Linked DNA regions of Sus scrofa: all the other regions are linked to region 1. Evidence: chromatin contacts called from public promoter capture Hi-C and targeted proximity ligation data. All regions are on one chromosome and are shown on one strand. The core of a region is the stretch at or near the end of the contact, and the rest is flanking DNA. Distances in the headings are between cores, read along the strand shown. Region 1 holds the start of VAMP1 (vesicle-associated membrane protein 1). Region 2 has its middle 13 kb from the start of TRNAD-GUC. Region 3 holds the start of GAPDH (glyceraldehyde-3-phosphate dehydrogenase).

Evidence for each region. Promoter capture Hi-C pulls out the DNA fragments that hold promoters and counts their contacts.
Region 2: a contact with region 1 is called in a promoter capture Hi-C map of liver, with 6 times the contacts expected there. A contact is called at or near these places in 2 of 5 promoter capture datasets (fetal liver and liver), 33 of 47 Hi-C or Micro-C datasets (adipocytes, alveolar macrophages, blood and 16 more) and 2 of 2 datasets of targeted methods (alveolar macrophages and skeletal muscle).
Region 3: a targeted proximity ligation map of alveolar macrophages shows a contact between it and region 1. A contact is called at or near these places in 8 of 47 Hi-C or Micro-C datasets (blood, brain, embryonic fibroblasts and 3 more) and 2 of 2 datasets of targeted methods (alveolar macrophages and skeletal muscle).

What each region holds. Positions count from the first base shown.
Region 1 is chr5:64,178,918-64,183,430 of Sscrofa11.1, forward strand. VAMP1 (vesicle-associated membrane protein 1) reads left to right here and starts at 2,579. Exons shown (of 6, transcript XM_005653160.3): 1 at 2,579-2,681; 2 at 2,815-3,064. The coding sequence starts at 3,063.
Region 2 is chr5:64,225,931-64,230,443 of Sscrofa11.1, forward strand. No RefSeq gene overlaps it. Among named protein-coding and RNA genes, the nearest start is that of TRNAD-GUC, 13 kb to the left of the region's middle.
Region 3 is chr5:64,132,100-64,136,612 of Sscrofa11.1, forward strand. GAPDH (glyceraldehyde-3-phosphate dehydrogenase) reads right to left here and starts at 1,921. Exons shown (of 12, transcript NM_001206359.1): 1 at 1,840-1,921; 2 at 1,526-1,566. The coding sequence starts at 1,548. It overlaps LOC110260753 (a long non-coding RNA gene), which reads left to right and starts at 2,782. Exons shown (of 3, transcript XR_002344125.1): 1 at 2,782-3,108. It overlaps NCAPD2 (condensin complex subunit 1), which reads right to left. Exons shown (of 32, transcript XM_021092430.1): 32 at 4,406-4,513.

The DNA of each region.
Region 1 (4,513 bases), core at 1,329-3,828:
ACTTAGCCACGATGGGAACTCCTTGATTTTCTTATTTTCTTATTTCCTATTTCCATCTCTGTTGGCTCTTGCTCCTGGTTCTTTGTTCCTTATTTGTTTGCAATCTTTGACCACAAGTTATTTTTCTTGGAACTGTATCTGTGGAAATTCCCCAAGGCCTAGATTGAAGATGAGCTCATCCAGACAGGGTTTGCATTGCTTAGGCTGGTGCTTGGTGGCACTGTCAACCCAGAACCACTTTAAATTCTTGCTATTTTGTTTTTAGGACCAAGAAGGAATTCAGGCAGAAAAGCCACAGCTTGTGATTATAAATTGTCTACATATATTTAAAGGAAAAACAGAAAGATCTCCAGGAGGCACCTAACTTCCGGATGAGTGATTTTCTATGCACTCCTCTAGGGGCAGTTGGGGTGTTTGTGCCATGCAGAAGTTCCTGGGCCAGGGATCAAACCTTGCACCACAGCAGCTACCCAAGCCACAGCAGTGACAGGTGTTAGCATACTTTAAACTCACTTTTAAATGAGGATATTGCCCTCTGGAGTTTTGGCTTTAGGATAGGGGACTTCTGCTAGATTTCCAACCCTATGCAGGCCCTGGATTCTGTCTCCTATGCCACAGTGGCACCACATGAGATGACCATGCCTAAATTCAACTTTTAACGAAATGCTCTCAAAGCAAAATAGGCTTTATCTCAGTTTACCTCTTTAGGTACCAGCTTTCACTTAGTTTGTGGTCCTTAAATAGTCTTACTTTCTTGCCAGCTTACATAAATGCTTATTAATTTATTAATTTATTTATTCTTTTTATGGCCACACCTGCAGCATATGGAAGTTCCCAGGCTAGGGGTCAAATTGGAGCTGCAGCTGCCAACCTATACCACAGTCACAGCAATGCTGTATCTGAGCCAAATCTGTGACATATGCTGCAGCTTGCAGCAATGGTGGATCCTTAACCCACTGAGTGAGGCCAGGGATCAAACCCACATCCTCATAGACACTATGTTGGGTTCTTAACCTGCTGAGCCACAACAGGAACTCCCATAAATGCATTTTAAAAATAATCTTTTAGGCAAAGGATCTAAAATAGCTAACTAATTTTGAAAAAGAACAACAGTGTGTGAGAAATACTTAAGTCTTACTGTATAGCTACAGTAATTAAGACAGTGTGTTATTATTATCTTTTTGGTCTTTTCTGTCTTTTTAGGTCCACACCTGCGGCACATGGAGGTTCCCAGGCTAGGGGTCCAATCGGAGCTGAAGCCGCTGGCCTACATCACAGCCACAGCAACTAGGGATCTGAACCACGTCTGCAACCTACACCACAGCTCACAGCAACGCCAGATCATTAACCCACTGAGCAAGGGCAGGGACCGAACCCGCAACCTCATGGTTCCTAGTCGGATTCGTTAACCACTGCGCCACGACGGGAGCTCCAGGTTGTGACATTTTGATAAATCATCCTAGTGGTTTCTTAGAGGATGGATATGAATGAGGGCAAGATGAAACAAAATGATATGATATTTCATTAATTTTAAGAGGCACTTTTCTTTTTTCACTTTAACATCTAAATTGGGATGTCTGACTATATTAGCCAGAATGGTCATACTGTATTTGTCATACTGGCTCATAAGAATCAAAATTTGCCAAATGGATGTCTTGAAAGAAAAATTCCAGACAGAAAAGGAACATTTCTTTAAGAAATGCTGCATCACCCAAAGCCCTTGATGGCATGCACAGAGGACTATATTGTGTGGAAATCATGCACATCTAAGACTGAGTAAAAAGAAAAAAAAAATCGTAAGAGTCGGTGTCTGAAAAAGTTTTATGAACACTAGGCTACTTTTCTATTTTCCTTTGCATGTATGCATGAGAGTGATGTATGGTAAAAATCTGCATCTATAGAAACCTCCACTTTCCATACATATAAAATAAAAATTCGAAGTGATAAAAAAGCATTATGTTGGTGTGCAGTACGTGGAAGAATGATTTTACAACTGATGGACGCCAAACAAGGGATAATAAGCTGCAGCAGGACAGTGAGAGGAGGGGAGAGAATTATTGAAATACTAAGAAGAAAAAAATCCGCTCAGCTTGGTGATTTATAGGAGGGCAGAAAAAGATGAATGGGAGGAAAATCTAGCATGGTTTCCAGGTTTCTGGTTTGGGCAACTGAGTCCAAGTGGTAAGCTACCGAGAGGGATAGGACAAGCAAGTTTGGGGAGGGAAAGTTAAATTTAGGACAGACTGAGCGAGGGGCTTGATGGCTGTGTAGAACCGGTGAACCGAGCTCTCCAAAGTATTTACTTTGGTCGTAAGGATCCCCGCCGCCCAGCGGCCCGGGGAGCCTGCGGCTCTGCCTCGATGGATATAGCCTCCTCAGAGCTGTCTGTCAAAGACTGGGGGTGGAGGCCTGCCAGGTCCGAGCACCTGGGCGGTGCCCAGACAACCGAACCTCTGCTGCTCCCAGGGTTTGGGAGTCCCGGCTGCCACGCGCCAACCTGCTTGCCGCTGTAGGCGGAAACGGCGTGATTGGCTGGAGACGCGGGCCGTGGGCGGGCCCGGACCGAGGAACTGCTCAGCGATTGGCTTGGAGGCACCAAAAAAGCCCAACTCAAACTGCTGGAGCCGACCCTCCAGGAGGGGGGCCATAGTTCCACCCATCCCTGTCGCTTAGTCAGACAGGTAAGCAAACCACAGTTGTATTGGCCACATCCTCCCAGCATCGCTCATTTTCCGGGTCCGAATGATAAGAGAGCCGTGACTGGCGAATTTCCAGGGGCGGGCACTGTAGGCTTTATTCCCTGCTTCATTTCAGGACTGGCGTCTGTTCTTGGCGGGGATTGGTCCACAGGTTTATCAGCGTGATCCGGGGGCGTGACCAGCACTAATAAAGACTGGGGCCTGAGCGGCCGCTGCAGTGAGTTCCACCGCAGCTAGAGCTCCAGGTGGTCAGCAAGAGGAGGAGCGTGGCGTTGCCGTCGGTTTCACCGCAGAGTTCCCTGACCCGGTGTCACGCCGCAGCCTCCGGAGAGGAGACAGACCTCTCCTTCCTCTGTTTGAGACATGTGAGTTGACTCTGGTGTGGGGGGCGCGACACCTCCTTGCCAACTCTCACCCCCAGCGCAGAACTCTGCGGGACCGAAAATGGCGCATTGCAGCAGATGCAGCGACGCGGGGAACCACCGCCGCGCACCAGCCCTGGGCCGGGCCACCCTTGGGGAAGGGAGGCTGCACCTCATTCCTGCACCAGTTCCAGCCAGCATCCCACGGGCGGCGCAGGGGCGCGGGGGTCCCACTTTCGCTGCCCCTCTTCTCTCGCCTGTGGGGCTCCTCAGTCAGGTCTCTGTTGAAAGATGGTGCGCCAAGACACCGGGTAGGGGCCTACCCCAGGCCCTTTCTTGTTGTTGGTTGAAGCTGTACTTAGGGCCTCTAGAAAGACAGTCATGGCCATGGGTGCACCTGCCAGTTAGTAACTTGGCTTGTCCTGCAATCTCTGACTTGGGTACCCCCCAACTCTTCTTGGCTGTGAGCAAAGCTCCAGAAACTTACCTGCCAGTTCCCTGGCGCTAGGTGAGCAGCTCAAAAAGGCTCAAGGGGCAGGGGCATGTGATTCCAAGCAGCCACTCATCCCAAGGCCACCCGTGTAGGTGATGTTTTCCTGTTATTGAGTCTTAGCCAAGTATTTAGAAGAGAAACAGCTGAGGATCCCCTCAACCCCTTTCCTCAACACATTCAACTTAGTCTCTGATCATCTTCAACATCACTCCCATTCCAAAACCTTGAGGAAGAACTAGGGCTAGACGAATGAAGAACTTTCCATTCTTTCCTGGAGTCCTGGTCTGGTCCTAGATGTATTTTTGATGCTTCTCTTGGTGACAGAAAAGGGAACAGATTTATTTATGTTACATAAGGGTTATAACTATCTCCAGATATATTACTCCTGAGTGTTCCCAACTCGCTCGCTACAAGTTATTAAGTGAAATGGTCCCTTCAAATCCTTTATAACCAATTCCCCTTTTCTCTATTGGATTTCTACAGTTTTAACTGTATATGACATTCTGTGCATTTTTGGCCAAGCCCTAGGATTCCATAGGTTTTCATTTGGGGGAGGGGGAATCGTCTCAGCCGACTGGTTCCCAGTAGCATCCATGTGGGAAGGAGATGGGGAAAACTTGGTGACTAGAAGGGCATCACGAGGTCTCTGACCTTAATCTTGTCATTGGTGCCACCAGCCTGGACTGCTTCCAGGACCAAACACTGCCTGCTCCCTACTCATTGAATTTTCCACTTTCAGTCAGAGACCTAGATTGCTTAGCTCAGTAGGAGCAGAGGAGTCTGGTGGCTTCCATGGCTTTCCTTTGCCTCCATTGTGCCTCAGAGGGAAATGGGAGATGCTTCTTTTAGTGGGGATGAGTCAGGTGTCATCTGGGAGTATTACCTCTTTGAGAAGTTATTCTCTATCCTTTCAGGCTGAAATTTACTTGCTTAGTAGAGAGGAGGAACTTCTGGGCATT
Region 2 (4,513 bases), core at 1,116-3,615, 47 kb after region 1:
CACTTATTGTTTGTACACTTTTGGATGATGGCCATTCTGGCTGGTGTAAGGTGGTACCTCATCATGGTTTTGATTTGCATTTCTCTAATAATGAGTGACGCTGAACATCTTTTCAAGTGTTTCTCGGCCATCTGTATGTCTTCTTTGGAGAATTGTCTGTTTAGATCTTCTGCCCATTTTTGGATGGGATTGTTTGTTTTTTTGGTATGGAGCTGCAGAAGTTGTTTATAAATTTTGGAGATTAATCCCTTGTCAGTTGATTCACTTGCAAAGATTTTCTCCCATTCTGTGGGTTGTCTTTTTGTGTTGTTTAGGGTTTCATTTGCTGTGCAGAAACTTTGAAGTGTGAGTAGGTCCCATTTGTTTATTTTTCTTTTTATTGTCAATACTCTGATAGGTGGATCTGAGAAGATGTTGCTGTCGTTTATGTCAGAGAGTGTTTGGCCTATGTTATCCTCTAGGAGCTTGATAGTGTCTGGTCTTCTATCTTGGTCTTTAATCCATTTGGAGTTTATTTTTGTGTATGGTGTTAGGGAGTGTTCTAATTTCATTCTTTTCCATGTGGCTGTCCAGTTTTCCCAGCACCACTTATTGAACAAGCTGTCCTTTCTCCATTGTATAGTCTTGCTTCCTTTGTCATAGATTAGTTGGCTGTAAGTGCATGGGTTTAATTCTGGGCTTTCTATCTTGTTCCACTGATCTATATGTCTGTCTTTGTGCCAGTACCATGCAGTTTTGACGACTACTGCTTTGTAGTATAGTCTGAAGTCCGGAAGCCTGATTCCTCCAGCTCCATTTTTCTTTTTCAGGATGTCTTTGGCTATTCTGGGTCTTTTGCACTTCCAAACAAACTTCAAAATATTTTGTTCAAGTTCCGTGAAAAATGTCCTTGGTAATTTGATAGGGATTGCATTGAATCTGTAGATTGCCTTGGGTAGTATAGTCATTTTGATAATATTGACTCTTCCAATGAAAGAGCATGGTATGTCTTTCCATCTGTTTGTGTCATCTTTGATTTCTTTCATCAGTGGCTTGTAGTTTTCAGAGTACAGGTCTTTTGTTTCTTTAGGTAGGAGATTTAATTTATTGCCTAACATATGGTCTATCCTGGAAAATGTTATGCATGTAGTTGAGACGGATGTGTATGCTGTTGATAGTGGGTAGTGTCCTATATAAGTCTGTTAGACCTAGTTATTTCATTGTGTTTAAGTTTTCTGTTTCCTTACTTCTGTCTGGTTGTTCTATAGTTATTGTGAATGGAGTATTGATGTCTTCGGCTATTTTTGTAGAACTGTTTATTTCTCCCCTCAATTCTGTCATTTTTTTTCTTTTTCTTTTTCTTTTTTGTCTTTTTAAGGCTGCATGTGGAAGTTCCCAGGCTAGGGGCTGAACCAGAGCTGCAGCTGCTGGCCCTACACCACAGTGACAGAATGCCGTATCTGAGACACATCTGCAACCTGTGCTGCAGTTTGTGGCAACAGGAGATACTTAACCCACTGAGCGAGGCCAGAAATCAAACCTGCATCCTCATGGATACTAGACAGGTTCTTAACCCACTGAGCCACATCAAGAACTCCTGTCAGTTTTTGTTTTGCATATTTTGCTGGTCTATCATTAGGTGTATGTATGTTTATAATTATATCTTCTTGCTGTATTGAATCTTCTATTGATATACATATCCTTTGTCTCTTGTAACTTTTTTTGATTTAAAGTCTATTTTGTCTGATATTAGTGCTTTGTCACTATTTGCATGGAGTATCTTTTTCCATCCTTTCACTTTCAACCTGTTTGTGTCTTTGGATCTCAAGTGAGTCTCTTGTAGGTGACATAGAGTTGGATCAGGTGTTTTTATCAATCTTGCTGATTTCTGTCTTTTGATTGAGGAGCTTAATCCATTTACATTTGAAGTAATTACTAATAAGAAGGGACTTGCTTCTCTTATTGTGTTATTTGTCTTCTATTGCCTCTTAGCTTTTTCCCTTCATTTCCTGCATTCCTATCTTTTTTTGTTTAGTTGATTTTTGGTAGTGAAATATTTATATTCCTTCCTCATTTCTTTTGTGTATATTCTACAGCTATTTTCTTTGTGGTTACCATGGGGAACACTTAACATCCTAAAGGTATAACACTATAGTTTGAGTTTATACCAGCTTAATTTAAAGAACATATAAAAGCTGTATTCCTTTACACCTCCATCTTACATTGTAACTTTCTAATTTTCCTCATATATGCATTTGTTTTTGAATGTCCTAGTCTTCCATGTCTGGCTCCTAAAAAAGGAAAAAAAAAAAATGAAGGGAGAAAAGGGCACTGGCCCTTTAAGTTCATGTGAAGTCACTTCAGCTAGAATGGGAGGGGCTTGTAATGGGTAGGGGAGGTGCAACAATGGCTACTGGCCTCTTTGTAATCAGAAGCAGCAGCCATCAGGGCACCGACTCCCAATATTTAGAAGATGGGGCCCTTTATGCCCACCCTGACTCTCCCAAGCTATGTGCAAGCTGCTCCAGGAACACACGCACAGCTGCCTGCCACCTGGCTGGTAGGCAAGGGGGTGTTGTTTTGTGCTAATAGCTGATATTGACCAAAATCAAACACAATTTACTGTCCAAGTCTTTCTCTGGACATTGCAAGCCTTCAACCAGACTCCAGAGTTCCAAACTAGTTACAAAAGACAGACTCTGCCAGGGCAGTAGTCCTGTAGGAAAGAAGCCAGATTCCTGTTGCTTCCTACTCTGCCATCTTCTCAGAATCTCCCCAATAATTTTTACTTTTTTTTTTTTTTTTTTTTTTGGTCTTTTTAGGGCTGCACCAACAGCATCTGGAGGTTCCCAGGCTAGGCACAAATCAGAACTGTACCTGCTGGCCACGCCACAACCTCAGATCTGAGCCGCCTCTGTGACCTACACCACAGCTCACAGCAATGCTGGATCCTTAACCCACTGATTGAGGACAGGGATTGAACCTGCGTCCTCATGGATGCTAGTCAGATTTGTTTCCACTGAGCCAAAATGGGAACTCCAATTTTTACTTTTTAAAATTAACTTAAGTTGAACAATCTAAATTCCAGTAATAATCAATTCCATTTACATCTATAGTCCACTGAATTTTTAAAAATATATTAAGTTGCGTATCTAAATTTCACGTTTTATTTTCTTTTTAAGTACTTAGATACATAACTGAATGGGCTTATGACCCTAACAAGAAAATACTTCCTAAATACTTAAACAGTTTTTGTAAGTGTAATGAATGATAGCCATACCAAATCATAAAATCCCTCAAACTTTATAATTCTATTTACAGTCAACACTTTGAACCCCTTAAACTTAGAATCATTAATTGAAAATCAATTACACATTTTAATAGAATAATGAGGCTAATTTTTATAGCTCTCCCATGTTAAATTATTTTCAGTATTACCAAAACTTTAAATACTAAATATACACAGATTATCCCAATGATTAAAACTTATGTGAAGTCCCACTCCTGGGCAGCCTCACTCCAGACAAAACAATAATTCAAAAAGATGCATGCACCCTTACGTTCACTGCAGCACTATTCACAATAGTCAAGACATGGAAACAACCTAAATGTCCGTCAACAGACGAATGGATTAAGAAGATGTGGTATATATACACAATGGAATACTACTCAGCCATAAAAAAGAACAAAATAATGCCATTTGCAGCAACATGGATACAACTAGAGATTCTCATAGTAAGTGAAGGAAATCAGACAGAAAAAAGACAAATACCATATGATATCACTTATATGTGGAATCTAAAATCTGACGCAAATGAACCTATCTACAAAACAGAAAGATTCACAGACATAGAGAGAACAGACTTATGATTGCCAAGGGGGAGGAGGAGGGGGAGGGGGAGGGGGAGGGAGTAGGATAGTCTGGGAGTTTGGGGTTAGTAGAGGCAAACTATACATTTAGAATGGATAATCAATGAGGTCCTGCTGTATAGCACAGGAAATTGTATCCAGTCTCTTGGTGTAGACCATGATGGAAGATAATATAAAACAGGGAATGTATATATATGTATGACTGGGTCACTTTGCTGTGCAGCAGAAATTGGCATAACATTGTAAATCAACTGTACTTAAACAATAATTTTAAAAACCCCAAAACTTATGTGAAGCTTAGCATGAGTTTGATTTGGTTCATCACTTTTGGTTGGTTTGACCTGAGAAGCAAGACCACTATGAGTGATAAGGAATAAGGAACTGGTAAAGGGGTCTGTAGATGTCTGTTGCCTCTGTATCTGTGCTGGGCCTAGATCATCATTGGTCAGGTGGGAAGAAATACTGGCTGTGAGGTAGGGGAGAGCTTGAAAGGACCAAGTGGAACCTATGTCTGTCCCTCCCTGCTCTGGCCTGGATGACTTGGGTGGTCTGCAGAAAGATATGAAGATGCACAGATGCCTGGCCCAGGAGTTAGTGCAGCTGAAGGAGATCTGACAGGAGCTGGAAGCCCTGCAAGACTTGCGGCTACCTGTGTCGACAAAGT
Region 3 (4,513 bases), core at 671-3,170, 47 kb before region 1:
GGGGTGACAGGGTGGTGCACTGCTGCTGCCACCTACAGTCTGGGCACATGGCCGGCACATGGCATTCCTCAGGCCCACTGTCGGTAAATGCTTGTTCCTATCTGGCCAGCTTCAGGCCACACCCTCTAGGGAGCAAAATCTTGCACACTTGGCATCACCCAGCTCAAAGGGCAAGAGCAAAGGTCAGAAGTTAACTGGCCAGGGAAACCCCCCCCCTTCCCCAAGTCCCTCCTACAAAAGGGAAAGCCGTTTCTCAAACCCAGAATCCCGGGCTTCTGATTTGTTAGGAACCTGTCTTTGTTAGCTCTTTTCCCAAAATCAGGAGTGGGAGCAATAGACGTGTGGGGAGCGGGGGGGAAGGAGAGGGAGAAGCCCAGGCCCCCAGCTGCAGAAAGGTCAGGCAGCTATATTTAACCCCAGCTTAGGGTGGAGTGGGGATCTGGTTTCTGGAAGAGGGGATGGGGAGAAGGGCAGGATTCCCGAGGCTCACGGACATCTAATCCTCCTGGTGACCTTTACAGCTTGGCCTTTAGGGTGGGGTCAACCCTAGGCATGGATGGAAGGAAGCAGCTTCAAGGAGCACTGATGCAGAGACAGGGGCTGCGGCTCCGCCGGCTCCGGGAGCCATTTTGTGGAAAATTTCTAAGTACCCATGACTCAGCTCCCCCGGCATGGCACCAAGCCAACGCTACCACACCTCTCCGGAGAAAGAGAAGGGAAACAACCCGGAAACAACCCAAGACCACCCCCATAAAGCCCCGTTTTTGATTCATCAGAGAACCATCCAGAAAAAGCATCCCCTCATCCCCGGGGGGGGGAATCTGGCTGGGGCTTGAAGGGATGCTCTAGGGTTAGTTTGCTAAGAGCTGAGGTCCAGCTGACTAAGAAGGGGAAAGCGTGGCCGGACCTGGGTTACCGGATAAAGGAGACTCCACCCCACGAGGCAGGGGTAGAAGGCTTAGTCATGGGCAAGTAAGGAGAAAGATTGAAGGACTCAGGAAGATTTCCTAACGGCGGTTCATTCATTTCCTTCCTAGTTGCAACATGGCGGCTAGGTTACCGCAGATGCCCCCTCCCAGCTGGTTCTGCACAGCAGCTGTGCCTCCTGCATCCCGGGGCTGCCCGGCTGGGGGCACTGGTTGCGGCTGGGGGGATGGGCTCCTCCCCTTCACGTGACCCCGCAGGGCGCGAAAGGAAAGAAAGAGCCCCAGCTGGGGGATTAGGGGATGGGGCCAAAGCAAGAATTGGAGACTCCAGGGCTGTGTATCTGCGGCAGGTGAAGAGGAAGGCTCCGCAGAGGCGGAGTTACAGAACGCGCAACAGCCAGGGATGGGGGACACGAGGCCTTGCGAGGGCCTCCTCCAGGTCCGAGCGCTGACCTTGAGTTCTCCTTGGGGGTGGGGTACGACCACCCCATCCAAGTCCCCCACATGCTTGCACAGACCCGGTAGGGCGAGACCTGCGGACGCAATTTGGTGGGGGCTGCAGTACTTACTGCCCCACCCTGCCCCACCCCCTAACTCACCCGTTCACTCCGACCTTCACCATCGTGTCTCAGGGACGCGGCTGCCGGCAGAGGAAAGAGAACATTAGATCGCGGGGCAAAGCGGCTGGAGCCCGACGGTGCCCTCCCCGCCCCTCCCCCAGGCCTCCATCCTCGCTCTGCTCTTCTGCACGTCCTTCCTCCCCCTCAACCCGCAATGCAGGGGCCCGGCCCGGCGCAGCCACAACTCCGGCTCCAGCCGGGGCCCCGCACCCACACTCCCAGACCGCGCACGGCCCCCGGTCCCTTTCGGACCAGTCCTCGAACCCTTGTGGCTCCACTCCGCCAGGCTTTACCTGGCAATGCACGGAACACACGGCTGTCTGTCGAACGGGGAGGAGCAGAGAGCGCAGGGGAAGGCTGCAGCCGGAATTTATAGGGCAGGGGGCGGGGCGGGGGCGGGGTGACGTGGGCTCGCCTCGCCCAGTCCTAGCTCCAGCAGCGGAGGCCTGAGCTACGTGCGCCCGTAAAGTCGCGAGTAGCCGACCCCCACTTCTTCTTTTTTTTTCCTTTGGACCCGCCTGGTTCTGCCAATGTGCACGCGCCACACAAGTGGGCTGAGGACGGAGAGGGGGAGGGGACCGGTGATGCTGCCTGGCCCGGTTGGGGTTGTACTGCAGGGGGCAGTGGACTAGGAGGAGGGGGCCCTGGCGAAAACTGAGGACACCCAAGGAGCCAGGGACGTTAAAGTTGCTGCAGGGATGTAACGGGAGGATATGGGGAGCCAGTGGGATGGGAAATTGGAGCGGAACCCGGGGTTGGGGGCGCGGCTCGCAGCTCGCGGCTGCAGTCTCCCCTACCCCCCCCCCTTCAAAAGCTGAGAAGCGGGAAGATTGAGGAACTTCTCGAGGCTCTTCGGTAGTGACCCAGGAACTACAGAGGAAAAGGCCCGGGAGGGGCCTCCAGCAAGGCCCTCTCCAGCCCCCTTCCCCTTTCCCCCCTCCCCTTCTCTTGGCTCCTGGCCTCCCCGGGCTGGGGACCGCGGCTGGCCCTGGCCAGTGGGAGGCCTGGAGAGGAAGGAGGCTCGGAAGGAGGCCTGAGAGGGAAGTTTCTGCACTGAAGGTCACGATGCCCTGCAGGACAGGCAGCCTGGACATCTGAGAATCGAGCAGACAAACCAGGACCTGTGTGCACCAGCTGCTCTCCCCCAGGCCCTGGCTGGCTGGGGCCTCAGCGAGGGGACAGGATCGCTTTGGGGGGCTGGCCAGGTAGAGGCTCAGAGGTCTCCCACAAAGTTGCTCCTGGGAAATTTGAGGGCTGAGCGGCCCGGGCTGGGAGACAATGTCCCTTTCACCCCATCCAGCCCTGGGCAGAGCAGGACGTGAGAGCGGAAGTCCCTCCCCATCCTGGGACGTGCAGGCCAGCCCTGCAGTCAGGGCCTCCCTTTCACTGGCTGCGCCCAGGGGATGTTGGGGGCAGGGTGAGGTGTCCATAAGAGGGAAAAGATTGGGAGGTCTTGGACACAGGGTGGGGACAAGGGCCCCTAGCCCCTTCCCAGACGTGATGTGGAGGAGGAAATCCATTCTTCTCCAAGACCAGTCCCTCAGAAGCTGGGGCTGGGCCAGGTTTGTGAGCAGAGGATGAAAGATGGGTTGGTTCTGAGGACTTGAAGTGTTGAAGGTTCAGGGAAGGTGGGGGGAGGGTGGAATGGACGTTGCCCATTAGCAGGTGCTGGTGGAAGGAATTGGGGCCTCTTTGCTGGCCCAGCGTAACCTGAGACCAGCCCCCTTTTCCAGCTGAAAAGCCTGTGGCTAAGTTTAGCCCGCAGGATGATAACCTTTGCTTAAAAGGCAGAGAGCACGCTGCCCCGCACCCCGACTCAAGCCTGTCCTGTCCCTTCCCTTTCTGGGACTGCCCTCCTTCCTTGGGGCCCCAGATCCAAGGCTGGCTGTTGCTGGCAGCCATGTGCACAGTCGGTGCCCAGGCTTTTCAAGAGCGGCAAGAGCAGGGACTGAGGGCACTTAACGGTGAGGGAGGCGGGATGCTGGGCACTGAGGAATCTGCTGGGGAAGTGGAGCACCAGGATCATATACTCTCCCTGGCAAGGGCCTTAGGAGCCCCTCCACCCTCCTCTGCTCCCCGAAGCATGTTCCCCTTTGCTGCATGCTTGTCATTGTTCATTACTGTCCTTTGCTGAAAAAAGAGGGAGCTCAGTGCCCAGGGAGCATGACTGACGCAGTCTGCTGTTGTCATGACAGCAAAGACACCAGTGTTGTCATGACAGCAGCCTCACTGCCTCCGCTTCAGGTGACTCAGCAGAGAAATCTTGGGGGGCAGGAGGGGGTGAACAGGGCCTGCAGCTGAGGGGCTGACATCCTGCAGACCCTGTAAACGTGGTGCCAAATCCCTGGGGGATGGTCTCTACACTGTCTAGAGCTGGAATTAGGGGCACAAGCCAGGGTGGGCAGGACAGAGCAGCCAGCCCCTGGGGAGGAGGGTTTCTCAACTTCAGCACTCCTGACATTTTGCATTGATGACTCTTTGCATCAGACCCGTCCTGTGCATTGTAGGATATTTAGCAACACCCCTGGCTCCTACTCATTAGCTGCTGTTAGCACCCTCTCCTTGGCTGTGACAACAAAATAGTCTCTGGATATTGTCAAATGTCCCTTGGAGGGCAACACTGCCCCCAGATTGAGAAGCGTGGATCTGAAGCCTAGGCACTGCCTAATTCTGCACAGCGGAGCAATCCTGCCACGTGTGCAGGGTGTGGAGGTTGAGAGGCAAGGACGGGCCAGCAAGGGACTCGAAGCTCATCAGATGCTGGCACAGGCCCCAGACTCCTGGATCAATAACCCTCTGTCTGCTGCCTGCCTCTGGGCTAATGTGGGATGAAACACAGACAGGCTTAGGAAAAACCTCTAAAAGTATATAAAAATATTTATTCATTAGAAAACAAAGAAACTGGCAAACACACATTCTGGAAAACAACTTGACTTGGTTCAGTTAGGCTTAGTTTAGCAAAGCCTA